Regions from separate parts of the Mus musculus genome. Here region 1 is linked to region 2. Evidence: chromatin contacts called from public Hi-C data. All regions are on one chromosome and are shown on one strand. The core of a region is the stretch at or near the end of the contact, and the rest is flanking DNA. Distances in the headings are between cores, read along the strand shown.

Region 1 (2,700 bases), core at 65-2,564, 250 kb after region 2:
TACATTTCACAGAGTGCTGGGCCATTCCTAAATGAGCTCAGATGATTTTAGCATCTTGTGCTCCATACTTGTCAAATCTGCTCCATATCTCTCTACAATAGCTTTCACTATTTTCCTATTATCCTTTTCACTTGGATAGAGAGGGAATGAGCCAGAGAGAGGAATTTCCTTCTATAACCTATCTTATTCACAGAAGAAGCTCCGACTTAAATCTGGGGCATTCAATTTGAAATTTCTCCTTTTACTATTCTTTTCATTTGCTCTTTCCTTCTTTTGTTTTGGAGTGGGTAATTGAAATCACTGTCTCACACATGCTATATTTGTGCTCACTCTTAAGTTACTAACCCCGTTCAACCTCCAACATAGACTCTTTAACTACTGTGTGCTATCAGGCTTTTCATAATAAGTTAACTGCAGAAAGAATTTAAAAATGCATCAAAGCGCTTAGAATTAACCACCCCTTTGTATCCTTATGATGAATAATAATGGTCAACATGATAAAAGAAAAAAACATTGTCTTTACTCCTGCTTGCTGTCCAACATGACATCTGATTTCACAAGACACCTACCTGCACAGTCATTTGTGTGATTTACTTATATCCAAGATTTTCTTTATAATCCCGTTGAACACTGAGAAAACAGTTAGATGACTATAGTCAAAACTACAGTCTGTGTCCTCATATTCTCATAAATAATGTGTTGTCTTTCTATCACTGCAAAGACTTTGCTAAACTTTCAGTGTTAAATTTTCCTGTCCTGAAAACGACCTTATATAATAGTATGGAAGGTCACATATTTTTATGTTTTGTACATATACAACTCTGGTTGTATAAGTGCTTGTGGGTTGGTGTGTATTTGTATCATTATACACACACAGGTACAGGACTTTTAAAAATCACTATTTATTACTACTTAAATTACATTTCAAATGTCCATAATATTAACATAGTGCTGTAGTTTCAGGTTCAGATTCACTCAGTACTCTTCCCCACCCACTTCTTTTCTCTCAACTCTTGAAATTGCGCTAAATGCTCACACTAAGCAAAAAGTTTTCATGGTAAAATACCTTATTCTCAAGACTGAACTTCTGTACATTTTGGCCTTGGATTCCTCTTGAGTTCATGGAAGTGAGAAATTTATGGATGGAGAATAGAAATGCAATTGTTTGAATATGTTCTTTAGTTCTCCATGTATTTTAATGACTTGGTCCCTAGAACAGATTTAGTAGAATATTGTGAAACCTTTAAGGGAAGAGATTGGGGAAGTCTCAGGTGGCTTGTGACATTCCTTCTATGGGTACTGTGGTTCAGTGTTCCATTTTTTTTCTCTATTTGTACAGTTGCCATGGGCACTCTTTTCTTAGTGCTCTTTCCCTAATGCTATTAATCTGCCTTTCCATGGGTCCAATATCAAGTGGACAACTGATGGATCATAAGATATAAAACTATAAATCATCTCTTTATTAGCTATAGAAATTGTATTCCTAATAATTTTATTATCAGGAAGCTTTCTAACATAGATACTGCACTTTGATTCTAAAGTCTTGTTTTATGGTATTTGTAAGCAGCTTAGAGCACTATTTTGAGAGATGATGTAATATTAGAAAGTTGAAGTGAAATTTCTGGTTTCTTTGGAGACTCAGTTGTGTCATGTGATGGTTTTCTGAGAGTTGTTTCATAAGAGGATATTTTGTTAAATCAGACTGGTGAGAGGATACTTTACTGAGAGAAGACATGTAGTCTTTTCTAGAAGCTCTCGTGTGAAAGGGCGTGTGATATTTTGCTGGAACAGATGCTTGACAGAACAGATGATGTTGAAAAGGGTGTAAGACAAAGGAACCCTGACCAACCAGAAGCTGGGATCCATTCCAGTTCGGGACACCCTGCCATCTTCTGCCTGAACCCAGCAGGGGCCACTAAAGGCTCCAGAGTACTCTCCATGCCATAGGACTTCGGGATCACAGGTGAGTGGAACACAGCATCAGCTCCAAGGAGGGTCATGTGCCCGCAGGAACAGGGAAGAAGGAACCTCGTCCAACCAGAGGCAGGGATCCATTCAGGTCGAGGGCCAGGCATCTTCTGCATGAACATACCAAGGGCATCTAGGACCCCAGAGGACTCTCCATGCTACAGCACCCCTAGCACACCCAGGACCTCATGATCACCTGAGAGCACATGGAAGACAGAAGTAAGAGAGCTTCTTGGACAGGGTCCTGTCAGGACTTAATCCTCAGCCAGGAGGCAGAGCTAAGACCCAGACACCTGGGCACCTTCATTGCCAGAGGAGTGTCAGCCTACAGGGAGGGCTCTGAACCCAGGACTCAGGAAGTAGATCAGAGCTCCAGACTTCTGGAAACCTGACCTGCAAGAGGACAGCTTTCCTGCAGAGAGTGCTTTGATCACTGGAACTCAGGTGAGAATTGGACTCCCAAGAGGGCTGACAGAGGCTAACAGAATCACAGGAGGATCAAGCTACATCCAGAGACAGCTTGAACATTAAAACCAGAGATTACCAGATGGCAAAAGGCAAACATAAGAATTTTACTAACAGAAACCAAGACCACTGGGCATCATTAAAACCCACTATTCGAGTCCTGAATACCCCAACACACTTGAAAAGCAAGATGCGAATTTAAAACCATTTCTCATGATGGTGGTAGAAGATTTTAAGAAGGAAATTAATAAAGAAATACGGGAAATA
Region 2 (2,700 bases), core at 101-2,600:
TTAGTCGGCCATCAATGGGAGGAGAAGCCCTTAATTTTGAGGGCATCATATGCCCCAGTACAGGGCAATGCCAGGGCTAGGAAGCGGGAGTGGGTAGATTGGGAAGCAGGGTGGGGGGAGGGTATAGGAGGCTTTGGGGATAGCATTTGAAATGTAAATGAAGAAAATATCTAATAAAAAAAAGGGAAAAAAGGGGAAAAAAAGAAAAATGCTTTAAAAATCAAGTCAAACAGCACCACTTAGAATTCAAGCAAACTTAAGTGAGGGGGAAATTCATGGCCTTATCCTTTCTCCCTTTCCTCCTTCATTTATTTTCTATCTTCCCCTCCCTTCCCTCTTCTGTCTTATCTCCCTGTTTATATCCTTCTTTCCTTCCCTTTCCCCATTCTGTCCTTTCCTTCCTGTTTTGACTTGGTTTTTGTTATATTGCTGAGGCTTCAACATAGTACTTCATGCTCACTAAGCACCTATTGCATCACTGAGCTCTACCACAGCTCCTGTACTACAGAAACAAAAATCAAGCGTTGCCTGTGAGAAGATCTGAGAAGACCATACTTAATTATTGAAATTTACACTTGAAAGAGAAAGATTTACTATGCAGAAGCTATTATTTTAAAATTAGGGATCGTTAATATATTTGGACCCTAGCTTTTGAATCTCATTATATATTGTATATTTACATTTTCAGACTAACTTTAGAAAAGAAACATTTTTTCATGCATTCTTTCTTAATTCATGTTCAAACTTTCAGAATTATAAAGAATTGTGTGGCTTGTTTCTGTAATTTTATACATGCAGATATATTTTCTCCAGAAGTACAGTGTCATGAATATTCTTCAGATATCATGTATCAAAAGCAAGCATTTCAAATGATCCAATATTTAAAAATATTTATTATACTCCAAAGTATGATACTGAGATCTGCCTTACATTTCAAACAATGGTGGAGCTATGTATGAACAAGTCAACTTATGAAAGGCAGAAATTATATCAGCCTACAGGTACAAAGGTTTAGATTCTATGTTGGTAGACCAAAGCCATAGCAGCAGGAAAAACTGTTTGCATACCACAGCTTCAAACAGAAGGCTGATAAAATGAAGGAAATGACATGAGTCTTTTGAAACATCAAGTCCACTCCTAGTGACACATTTTCTAAACCTTCCCAAACAGTTCCACCAACTGGGATGAATTAGTTAAACGTATCCTGGGTTCTGAATTGAATGAGGCAGAGAGGTAGAAATGTGTGAGCACATACTGTTTTCTTCTTCCTGACTGTATATATCTACTTCCTAGTACTGTACTTCCTCAGTAAAATGTACTATACCCTCCCACAGTGAGCCAAAATAATGAGTACTTCCTTATTTAAATTGCTTCTATCAGGATATTTCATACCAGAAATAGGAAAGGTCTCTTAGACAGAAATTATCCTTGTTCTGGTCTGAACCACATTGTGATCTGAAATCCAGTCCTGTGGTTTCTTATTTGCATATTTCTAGATCATCATCTTGCTGGAGGAACTATTTTACCATAGCCTTATAGTAAAGTTCCACACAGAAAGTGATTTACTTGAAAAGGGAAATATCCATCCTCAGTTTCTTCTCATTTTCTTTCACTGGAAATGAAAGAATCAAGTCCAGGAGCGTGCAAAAACTATATCACATATCAATATTGTCTATATATCTATATTTTTATATAGATGAGATAGAGATATATACATATCACTATATTGCATATATGCATGTATGTACATACTATATATATATATTACATATCACTATATTGAAGCACAGATAATGTAGTTGCAAATGTTTGACTCATATCAAAATATAATATCATATAAAAATGTATAAATAAAATATCTAATAAGAATAAAAAACAAAAAATAGAAAAAATAAAAGCCTATAAAGTTTTTCAAAAAATTTTAAATATTTTGGAAAAGAAATGACTTGCCCATTTTAAAGACATTTGAAACCTTTTTTAGCTCATTTTAAAGCATTTATATGAGTGTATCTGCTTTTGTATATATGTATAAAATTATGTCTTATGTGTTTGTATGCATGAATATATATGTATTTATAAATATAAAAGCTAAATTAATTGCATTACTTGAGTGTGAAAAAAATCACACAAACTAATGTTATTACTTAACAGTATTTTTCCATTCACATTTATAGGATGATGAATGGTTTATAATATATCTCTCAGTTAAATGATACATAGCTCCAACAGTGTTTGAAATGTAAGGCAGATCTCAGTATCATACCTTGGAGTATAATAGATATTTTAAAATATTGGATCATTTGAAATGCTTGCTTTTGATACATGATATCAGAAGAATATTCATGACACTGTCCTTCAGGAGAAAAGATATCTACATGTATAAAAATTACAGAAACAAGCCACACAATTCTTTATAATTCTGAAAGTTTGAACATAAAGGATGAAAGAATGCATTAAAAACATTTCTTTTCTAGAGTTGGTCTGAAAATGTAAATATACACTATATAATTAGATTCAAAAGCTAGGGTCCAAATATGTTAACCATCCCTATTTTTAAAATAATAACTTCTCGCTATCAGCAATAGAAAAGTAACCAACACACCAGTATAACCCTTGTGGTTGTTTGAATAGGTTTGACTTGCATAGACTCATGTGTGTGAATGATTGGCCTAGAGGGAGTGACAATAGTAGGAGGTGTAT

Evidence for each region. Hi-C and Micro-C count contacts between places; a contact is called where the count stands out from the background.
Region 1: a Hi-C map of bone marrow-derived macrophages shows a contact between it and region 2, with 17 read pairs. The contact joins two enhancer-like sites. A contact is called at or near these places in 3 of 39 promoter capture datasets (3T3-L1-derived adipocytes, embryonic stem cells and macrophages), 2 of 484 Hi-C or Micro-C datasets (bone marrow-derived macrophages and nephron progenitors), 11 of 115 datasets of contacts at active chromatin or transcription factors (CD4 single positive thymocytes, acute myeloid leukemia, bone marrow-derived dendritic cells and 6 more) and 4 of 9 other capture datasets (adipose tissue, liver, macrophages and 1 more).

The regions. Positions count from the first base shown.
Region 1 is chr3:15,589,292-15,591,991 of GRCm38.p6, forward strand. No RefSeq gene overlaps it. Among named protein-coding and RNA genes, the nearest start is that of Sirpb1b, 16 kb to the left of the region's middle. Within about 2 kb of position 1,315, at least 6 of the 459 cell types and tissues checked have an H3K27ac peak or open chromatin away from gene starts, as enhancers often do. A contact at or near this core is called in bone marrow-derived macrophages, where this site is marked.
Region 2 is chr3:15,339,186-15,341,885 of GRCm38.p6, forward strand. No RefSeq gene overlaps it. Among named protein-coding and RNA genes, the nearest start is that of Gm9733, 8.2 kb to the left of the region's middle. Within about 2 kb of position 1,351, at least 4 of the 459 cell types and tissues checked have an H3K27ac peak or open chromatin away from gene starts, as enhancers often do. A contact at or near this core is called in bone marrow-derived macrophages, where this site is marked.